Linked DNA regions of Anser cygnoides: regions 1 and 3 are each linked to region 2. The links are chromatin contacts, called in public Hi-C maps. All regions are on one chromosome and are shown on one strand. Each heading gives the region's core, a stretch centred on a gene start, on an enhancer-like site or on the middle of the called end of the contact. The rest is flanking DNA. Distances are from core to core; before and after follow the strand shown.

The links. A called contact is a pair of places that touch in the nucleus more often than the background predicts.
Region 1: a contact with region 2 is called in a Hi-C map of liver, with 4 times the contacts expected there. The contact joins two enhancer-like sites. A contact is called at or near these places in 2 of 7 Hi-C or Micro-C datasets (both in liver).
Region 3: a contact with region 2 is called in a Hi-C map of liver, with 1.9 times the contacts expected there. The contact joins two enhancer-like sites. A contact is called at or near these places in 2 of 7 Hi-C or Micro-C datasets (both in liver).

What each region holds. Positions count from the first base shown.
Region 1 is chr10:13,075,412-13,078,804 of Taihu_goose_T2T_genome, forward strand. No RefSeq gene overlaps it. Among named protein-coding and RNA genes, the nearest start is that of SLC41A3, 30 kb to the left of the region's middle. Within about 2 kb of position 2,015, at least 3 of the 3 cell types and tissues checked have open chromatin away from gene starts, as enhancers often do. A contact at or near this core is called in liver, where this site is marked.
Region 2 is chr10:12,885,432-12,888,894 of Taihu_goose_T2T_genome, forward strand. The region is part of intron 3 of LOC106045067 (a long non-coding RNA gene); the gene reads left to right. Among named protein-coding and RNA genes, the nearest start is that of CFAP100, 5.0 kb to the left of the region's middle. Within about 2 kb of position 1,575, at least 2 of the 3 cell types and tissues checked have open chromatin away from gene starts, as enhancers often do. A contact at or near this core is called in liver, where this site is marked.
Region 3 is chr10:13,096,270-13,099,298 of Taihu_goose_T2T_genome, forward strand. All of the region lies in intron 6 of CHST13 (carbohydrate sulfotransferase 13), which reads right to left. Among named protein-coding and RNA genes, the nearest start is that of CHST13, 28 kb to the right of the region's middle. Within about 2 kb of position 1,387, at least 2 of the 3 cell types and tissues checked have open chromatin away from gene starts, as enhancers often do. A contact at or near this core is called in liver, where this site is marked.

The DNA.
Region 1 (3,393 bases), core at 765-3,264, 190 kb after region 2:
CCGTAGGGTCTCGAGAAGAGCAGGGGTTTGCTTTCAGGGGCAGTCAAAGGATTTATCTGCCTCTCCCCAGCTTCCATACGCTGCCTCCATCCTAGTACAGTATTTTTCCAGAAAAACTACTTTGTTTGAGACACTGCATCCTCACCAGGGACAAGTGAAGTGTCAGCCAGCAAACAAGCAAGCCTGAAAAGCCTCCTTCAAGCGAGACACCACTTCCAAGACATACTTGAAAACATTTTTTTCCCCTTCAATGGAGGTCTATTTAATCCTCCAGCTGGTAAACAACCCAATCTGCGGTGCACAGCGAGCTCGGGAAGGAAAGCTCCCCATCACTGAAGCTCGGTTGTGTTGCGCTGGATGCAGAAATGCGATGATTTCAGATGGGTCACCAGGGACAGGGCTGGCAGCTCCGCAGCACGAAGCATCCCAGCATGGGCAGCGCGCCCGCCGCATGCTGAAGGCCGGAGCAAGCTGCGAAGGGAGCGGTGTGCAGAGGACGGGGCTGGCTCTGTTAGCTGCTGAGCCACATTTGCCTGAAAGCTCAACATTGTGGGAAGGGAAGGGGCTCCTCTTGTATGGGGAGGGAGTCTCGTGTGTGCGTATGTGTGTAGGTATCACATATACACACACACACGTAAACACATAAATCAATGCCTATTAAATACTACAATCAGATACAAATATAATTGCTCTATTAAACATTATAGTATAATCACATATGCTAATTATTTTTGTAACAGATTTTATATACATACTTATTACATGTGTATTAACATATAACTATTAAAAGTATTTGCAATAACTATTATACATTATAATATAATCATTATTTACACTGCATATGTATGCATGTCCACACACACACATAAAAGTGATGCTGTTCTTATTTTCTCTTGCATCCCTTGGGCTCTGAGAGCTCCACAGCAGCTCCCAAGCATTACTTCGAACCCTAGGGCCAAGCTGGCTCCCTCAAGGCTGCTTGTCCCCAAGCCCTGCAGCCTGTTTAAGGCCGGGGCTGGCAGGGTGGGTGATCCTACTGAGCTCCTCGCTAAGCACTGCTGGGGAGTACTCGCCCCATCTATGAGAGGGGTACTCTGTGACCCAGGGGTCTGAACACTGCTTCGTATGGCAACAGATGTGGTGTGTTGGTTTTTTTTTTCTAAAAAAATATTATTTTTAATAGGCACTTGATGGGGAGGTGGAGGGGAAGGGAGGGTTTAAATAGAGTGTGCAAGGTTATTCCTTGCCCGAGGCCAAGCCGTGTGCAATTATTGCATATCACTTGGATTTTTCCGTTTGTCTTCGAGCTCCCGTTGCTGAGCCGGGGTGACCTTGGCAGCACCGGCTGCTGCTGTCCCCCAGCCTCCTGCTTCTCCGGCCCAAACCCTCTGGGGCCACCAGGCTGGGTGAGGAGCTGCTCCTGGCTCCCTGCCTGCCAGCAGCCGAGCTTCTTCGTAACGATGTAGGTGGCTAATTGCAGCCATGCTCGCTCGGGCACCTCTGCCCCTTTCGGCAGGGTCATCGCAGCTGGGAGGGCCCCGCGGTGTCACCTGGCGGCTGTAACACCTGGTGGTGTGTGGTCACACAGGTCGGCCACTGCGAACCCCAGTGTCACGGAGACCCTTCCATTTGGGACCCCAGTGGGGCTCCTGGCTTTCATCACCCGACCATCGTCTTCCTCCTGGATACTCTCCCTGCTCGCAGCAGCGGGGTTCCCTCAGGGCGGGGGGCGTGATGCTCAGCCCCCGTGCAGCCCCGTGCGTTTTGAGGTGCCGCCACGTTCCCATCCTGAGGCAGAGGAGCAAACAGAAACCCAACTCCATTTTCGAGGTGGCCTCGATTCCCTTGATGCTTTCTCCTCCGGCAAGAGGAAGGGATGCGGTGGAACAGCTGGAAAACAAAACAAAGCAAAACCGAAAAACCGGTCCGGCAGGCCTGCAGTTGTGCCCCGCTGTCGCACGGTGTCCCCCGAGCTCCACGCCGGCCCCGGGCTGCAGGCCGCAGGGTGGCCATGTTCGGGGGGCAGGCCGCGCTTCCGAAGGGTGCCTCTGGGCAGGGGGAAGGCCGAGGATCTGACCTGAATGTATTGGGTGGTGGTGGTTTTTTTTTTTCTCTAGAAAAAGCCCGAAGGTGGGTGTGCCCAAATGTGTGACCCAAATGATGGCGCGTTGCTGGCCGCCTCTGCCACCACCTTCAGGACACCACCATCGCACAAAGCTGTGTCAGACCCTCGTTGTCACACCAGAGAGCCCAAAGGGGCTCCCAACCAGCCAGTCTGAACACCTGTGGGCAGCAAGAGACAGTCTGTGTGTCTGTCCTTGCTGCTGCCTGTCTGTCCTTGCCGCTGTGTGCCCACCCTTGCCGCTCACCGTGCCATCAGCTTTTAAGAGCTACCTGCAAGGAACGGTATTTCGGAACAGAAATCCATCTAAAAATCCATCCCTTTATGACTCTGCATCTGACTCCAAGATATGATTCATGACCAAAAGCAAAGAAGAGAGCTTGTGGTGACTTGAACAATGATTTTTTTTTTTTTTTTTTCCCAAGCACAGGCAAGTGCTAACCGGGGAACGTGAGACTCCTGAGAAAACAGGAGGAAGTCACTCCGAGCCTGAATGCTGCAGACGAAATTTGTTGCATCATATCAGCTGTTTCTGTGCTTTGACTTTCAGCCAGCCAGAGAGATACTAAGGTAGCACGAGAAAGGCCGTTTCTCCGAGAGCTCCAACCCGCGTTGGGAGAATCGGTCAGGCTGCCAGGATCACCAGCAATTTTATTTACTTTTCTTTTTCAGTGCTTTGCTAAACCCACTGTCCAAACAGCGTAACCAAGGAGGGAATGTCAGCAGAAAGGGACAGATCAGAGGCGAAGAGCAAAAAAGGTTAAGACGTAGCAGCCGAAAGTTGTTAGATGAAAACATTATTTTTTAAAACAGTCTGAGCACACTGGGGTTTTATAAAACCTCCCATTGTATTGCACTAATAAGTCAAGTGCTCGCAGCTGAGCCAGCAGACACACTCTACAGCAAATTCTATTACCGGCGTGTTTATTTACAAAGGCAGCCACTGAGCCAAAGCTAAACAGAAAAGAGGAAAGACTGAAATATGGTTTTAAAGAAATACAGCTCTTTGGACTGCTTGAATTTAAAGCCTTAGGACGGTGTCTGTCATTTTCTTTTGTGTCCTCCCCATTTCTTCTTCAAAAAAATGAATTGTCCAAAGCCAGCCAACCAGAGGGGAATTTTCCTCTAGGTGTCTCTGTCCCCATTCTTAATTCTCTATTTTTTCTGATGCACACGCGCACACTCTCACAACTAAGCAGGCACACATAGACACGCTTCTTCTCCAGCCCTCCCAGTGCAGTATCACCTTTACCTCACCATTGCTCTCCCCT
Region 2 (3,463 bases), core at 325-2,824:
CTGAAGAAAGAAGTGACACTTAGAAGTGTCCCCAGACAGGGGGCTCTGCAAGAAGACCTGTGAGCTCAACTCTCATCATCGCAAACAAACTGATGGAGCAAGACTCTCTCAGGTCTTTAAGTCCTGCCACTGATTCTCACACCCAGTGTCTTCCAGGGCTGCCTCATCCAAAATGAATTTGTGATATTCTTGCAACAAGAATTCTTCTCGATTCAATCTGGTGGTTGAAAGCTGATAAATACTCTAAAGAGACATGTGGAAATGACAGGACAGCCCCTGTCATCCATCCTTTTGCTGAGGGTACTTGTGTAATGACTTGGGCAGAAAGCAGCAAGTGCATGATGATTTGTACTTCACCCTCTCCTTTTCCTGCTGAGATTGTGGATTCTTTCCTGCTGAGAAGAGGAGAAAATACTCTGCAGTCTTTTTTTTGGGACCCTCTCCAGACCTGGGCCAGTTTCTTTTGCAATGCAGACCTTATTCTAGCGTGTGCCATGGTGGCAAGGATCCTCCCTTGCAATGACTGTCCACAGTACTCTTCTTAGACAACTGCATGCAGATAAGCTCTGGGCTTTGCTCTGTCTCCTGAAATAATGCAGCCAACACTGAAGAGTCGGTTGATTCAGGCTCTCTGACTTCTGGCCTGGATTAGTCAGTGTGGGGACACCTGCTGATCTGTCTGCTGATAGTGGCCTAGCAGAGCATGATGCAAATGCAGCTGAAGATGACAGAACCACAGAAAAATACCACCTGGGAGAGACCACTGGAGGTCTCAGGCCCAACCTCTTGCTCCAAGCAAGGCTAACTTCAAAGTCGGATCAGGCTGCTGAAGGCCTTGTGCAGCTGTTTTGAAAACCTCAAAGAATGGACGTTTCAGAAACTCTCCAGGTGACAGGGAGGAGATCTGGGAGGCTGAGGTTGGGCCCCTGAATGGCCTCTCACGGCCTTGTGTTGGTAAGGATGATAAATACATGACATAGTTGTGATTTCAAGGCCAGTTCTGAATACCTGTTTAGACCTAATCCCAAATTGAAAACTAGTTCCAGATTTCCCTCAAAACTGAGTACATTTGGGGCCTAGGAGTTTGTGTTTGGCCCATTGGAAAGAGAGCCACGGAACTGAAGCCAAGGAGACTTTCCTAACCAGGGCTATAACAAGGGCTATAAATTCTTGCTATTTGCAGGGACAAATGACCCAGGAACCTGAGGTTGCAACTTCATGATTTTACATTAAGCTCTTACGGCACAGTTCCAGCTGTTTTCCTGGCCCTTGCTTCATGGCAAAAGTACAGCTGCTGTGACTGTCCAGCTGAAAAATACCCTGCCTGAGGAAAAGATCCTTTTATTTTGATCACTGTGATCAAAGGCTGGGGGAAGGTGGGATTGGCCCTGTCAGTGCCAGTCTCTGCTTAGGGAGATAGAGAAACTGTGGCTTTTTGTTAGTATAACAGGTGGTGCTGCAGGCTCCCTTCCTTCAGTAGGGGCATAAGGATCATACCAAAAAGGATCTGTAAAGTAAAGGGCTGATTTCTAAGAGCTGTAAGAGAGAGCACATGCTTTATGGCTCCAAACAATTTCTGCTCATGTGGAAAGGATTAAAGAGAAAAAACAACCCTGTTATTCACTTTGCTCCTGAGCTGTTTCGGTCCTGTCTTCTTCTGCAGAGAAGCTTTGACAGGAGTTGTTATCTATGGTCCTAAACTGCAGCTCATATCCCCAGGGCAGCTCATGGGATCCGTTTCCCTTGCCAGAGGACTAGGCGTCAGTGGGTACCTGTCATAGCAGTTCCTAAACGTGTGGCGCAAGCCTGGCTGTTTCCTTGCAGGACCTGCCTGCTTGCATCTCTGCTTTAAGGACGGAGTAGTGGGGCAGAGAGAAGCCAAGTGACTCCTCTGATGCCGCACGGTGGGGCTCTGGCAGGTCAAGCCCCAGATCCACAGCTTCTCTTAGCTGTTCAGCTGCAATCACAGACAGCGCAAACATGCCCCTCATGCAACAACAGCCTTGTTACTTGGAAATGCTAGAAAGTTTCCACATCCTGTTCCTATTCCATTGACTGCACCTGCGTGAATGCCCGCTGTTCTCTCCACCAGGGTGTCAGCAGATCCTGTAGCTTGTTTTCCACTGAAATGTCTCCTCTTAGGTAAATATTACATCTGAGGTTGCTTTGCCAGTGGCTTTCCTACCTGGAGTTTGTACAACAGGTCAATGCCCTGCTCAGAGATAACAGGAATACTTGCTGTGAGTGCTGTTTGCTGCTGTGATATGCCATCCTGCTTTTCCCTCACCAGCTTCTCCTTTAAAGGTTTTTGAATGCTGCTGAAGTCATGGAGGTTTCAGCAAAGTGAGGGAAATTTAGGACAAACTCTCTAGTGCTTGGACAGAGCAGAAGGGCTTGTTTATTCCAACAGCCATGGCTTGTAAATTATTCATCTGTGCGTAATTGAAACATGCAGATCCTCAAAGGTCATGTTACAAAGGGTGAGGTGAAGGATCAGCAAGCTTTGAGCAAAACAGGAAGGTTAACAGGTCCTGGGGAACCCTTCTCCATCCACCTGCATCTGCTCAACAGGAATTCTTGCTTGCAGAAGAAAACTGAGTCTCGGATAAGTGAAGCAATGCACAAATGTGTGTGTGGTGGGGAGGACATCTGTAAAAGCTCTTCCTGTGCCTGTTTTCCCTCCAGTGGAAACACAGATGGAAGCTGGTTGCAGTGAAACTTAGAGAGAGCCTATGGGCACACACAAATATCAGTGCACAATAGTTTTTAGCCTCTGTGAAGTGTAGAAAAAGTTTCCAAAGACCAAGAGAGATCAGAATAGCCAACTAAGCAGAAAAGAAGCCAGCACGCTTCTGCTCAGCAATTCTGTCTCCAGACAAAACCAGACTTCAACTAATTAAAACGAGCAGATGCTAGCTGGAACATTAATTGGAACAAGTATCATCTTCTGTCTGCTTAAATCTGTGTTCTAGCTCTCTCCTAGTAGGTTTGGATATATATAGAGAGTTAACTCTTTAGCTGGCTTATTATTTTGTTACACACAGCATGTAGTTAGAAGAGTTTAATGAAATATCTATGAATAGATTTGTGTGTGTATATATATATATATATTTAGGAGCAAACAATTCTCCATCTAATACTGCAAAGACATCAAACCCAGCATTTTCAACCCTTCCTTCTCACAGTGTTAGTAATAAAGCAATCTTCCTCAGCTTTGAGAGGTCTTAGAAGTAGCACTGGGCACAGGGCCAGCTGCTGTTCTTCCCCATCTGCACTGTATTAAAGGATACCTCTTCTCCAACCTGTGCTCATTTGCTGCCCTCAGCCCATGTTCCTTCTCGTTAATCTTGATATATGCTCCATAGAAAGTGCAAAGTGCTTAGCTGATATCTGATACACTTATAAATAGCCTGTCTGCCCTGCTATGGTTCTGCAGCTATCCCAACACGAGTAAACACCCAAC
Region 3 (3,029 bases), core at 137-2,636, 210 kb after region 2:
CACAAGGAGGCAGACACTGAGCCCACAAGCTTTGCACCCTCTAAACCAAGTTCTCAGCCATTTTAAATGCTGAATGGTGATTTTCACTTCAGCGCAGAACTGCTGAAGGATGTGGGTTGTGTGGCCATGCTTTCCTGTACGGGGAGACGGTGCTGAGCCACCTCCGCTGCGGATGTAGCTGCTGAACGAGGGTGTCAGACCTGCAGCAGCAGCAACTGGCTGGGAGAGAAACTGCTTTGTTCTCCCAGGAAATACCGACTCCCATCGGTCCCCGCCCAAAAATGTACAACAGTTTTATCTAATCAGAGCTCATCCAAGTATGAGGAGCTCCGGGGCTCAATGGGAAAAGCAGAAGCAGCCAGGCCAGCCAGCCCCTTCCTCTGCCCCGCTGCTGCAGCTCCCCTCGGGCTGGCTCCAGGCTGGGCACCTCCCTGCCCTGCAGCCCAAGGAAGGCTGGCCCCAGGACAGCTTGGAGAAATCTGCTCAGGGCCATCCCAGCAAGCTCGAGGGACATGGGTTTGTGCGATTCGAGCAGAGTTTGAATTCCTTCCCTGAGGCAAGGACGATCTTGTCTAGCTAGAAACAAAATTCAGGCTTGTGCAGATTTTTGTCTGCGAGTCTTCATAAGTTCAGAGCTGGAAAGTGCTACGAGGCAGGGAGCTTCAGGAAGCGTGTTCACCCAGCTGCCCCTGTAAGAGCTGCTGCAGAAGGCCAGGTGAAGACAAAACCTGCCTGGGAGAGCTGCGGCCCTTGTACTAACCTGTCCCCAGCAAACCAGCAGAAAGACATCCCCAAATCCACGTGCTGCCAAGCTTCATGGGTCAGCTTCAAGCCAGATCTCCGATAGGGTGGCCGGGATCCAAACCCCGGGCCTGCGCTCGCCCAGCCTTTCCCCAACTTTTCATAGAAAAAGGCCAGTTTTTAGGCAGCCGCCCAGGGCGAGTCACAGCAATGCCTGGGGCTGGCGCTGAGACGTATTTGCCGACTGCAGGGGAACATGTGCACGAGGCAGGGCAGTGTGTTTGCCTTTTGCAATTGCTGTCCTGTCTGCGGGGCTCAGGCCATCGGTCGGACAAAAAAGCACACTTCAGGGCAACACTGGGCTCTGCCAGTCAGCCCGGTGAGAGAAGCAGGGATTCTGGGGCTGTTACATGGCGGGGTGACCAGGTTCATCTGGCTACGAGGTCTCCTTGGCTTGGGGACCAGGCGCTGGTGGCTGCTGAAACCAACTGCGCTGCCTCCGTAGATGTCCCAGCGTCACTGCAGCCCCCGTTTGCCGGCTGGCTGGCTCTCCAAGCCTCCGGACCTCACAGGGCTCACTGTGCACTTGGCACCAGGGAAGGTCAGGTATTGCTTCTGCGTGGATCCGAAATGCACAAATCCACTTCTCACAGCATGTCCTTTGGCTCCCCTCTCCTTCCCTGTTCTCATACAGGCTGCGTGCTCTCTCAGAGCATCACGCTCTCCTTCCAACACAATAAACATAGCATTAGCTTTGCTCCCTGGCTCATTAAAACTATGAGAGAAACAAAACCAAACCATATGCCCGAGTGCTACCTCCTACGCTGGGAGATCTCCGTGAAGAACATGCAGGAAGAGGAGTTTATCCAAGCAGTGGCCACCCAGCTCCTGAGGATGCAGAGCCACTCTTTATTCCACCTTTGCCCATGCTGGGCTTTGGTTGAGCCTGAGATTTTGGCTTCGCAGGGTGGGGCAAAGGCAATTGGGAAAAGGAGAACGGGGCTGCAGAAGGGATGTTTGGGAGTTGATCCCTGTTTATCAGAGCTCTACAAGTGCATAGTTTGCTGGAATTGCAAGGAGTGCAAACCTGCAGCAGAGAGAAAACTGGGCTGGTCAGAGCAAACCTTGACAGCCAGCAATGAAACAAGGATCCCAGCATCTGGAGACGAGTGTCTGGAAAAGGGGACATGCACTGGGCAGCACCATGCGTGGGGTGCATGCGAAGTCAGGACCTAGACATGGCAATGTTCACCCCGGGCCTTTTAGGCCACCAGAGCTGCTGTATGAGATGCCCCCTCCCTCCCAGACCTCTAACTGCCTTTTAACAGGGGAAGTCTGGGGCATTCACCCAGCTGTGTCTCAAAGCCTGGATGTGTAACGTTCCCTGCTTGGCCCCACAGAGGTATTTGGGGAGTTAAGCTCTTCTTTGGGTACTCAGCTCCGAGGGGGAGTAATGGGAGTTAAGCACCTAATGCCTTTGTAGTTTCTTGGCTTCTAGCAAGCCCTGGGAAAGCCAGCTGTGTTTGCACTGGGATTAAGATGGAAGGCTTGTCATGCTCTCCATTCAGACACTGTCGGGGAAGCGGCTAAAGAAAGAAAACCCAGCGAGCAGCAAGCCCCAGTACCCAGGGAGAGCTGCTCCCTGCAGGACTGGGGCTGCCCAGCCACTGGTGTCAGCAGCAATCCCTTCCCAGCATCAGTTCTGGGCACCACACGAGTGCTCATCTCCCACCTCGGACCTGACTGAGGATCACCAGAAGGTCCCACCTGCACCAACACGGAACGAGGTCCTCCTGCTCCCAGAAGCTGCTTCTGCACAGACCTATTTGCAGGATCAATGGGAGCGGGAACGAAGCACAAGGTGCAGGTGCAGGGTGCTCCTGGAGAGTGGCAGTGGGGCCAGGATGCCAACGGGATGCGGGGCCAGCGAGGACTGCAGAGCCATCAAGGCACGAACCTCTCCTGCAGGCACAGAGTTAACTCCCGGCACGCCAAGCGCCCTCCTTCCCCTTCCCAAACCTCTCGCACGTATCAGAGATTCTCAGGAAACTGTACAGAGCCAAGACGGACGAGAAAAAACATTCCTCATGGAAGGGCTGGTGCTCGGGAGCAGATGGGCTTCATTACTGCTCTGCTTCCAGCACTGGACTGGGCTGATTTTTCCACCATCAGGGGTCATGGCTACGGCACTCCCCATCTTCAATCGTGGCAGACCCGGGGACCTTCCAGCCCGCGTTGCCCAACGCTGCTGCTGACAAACGCCCTGCACTTTGAGCGCTGCGTCCATG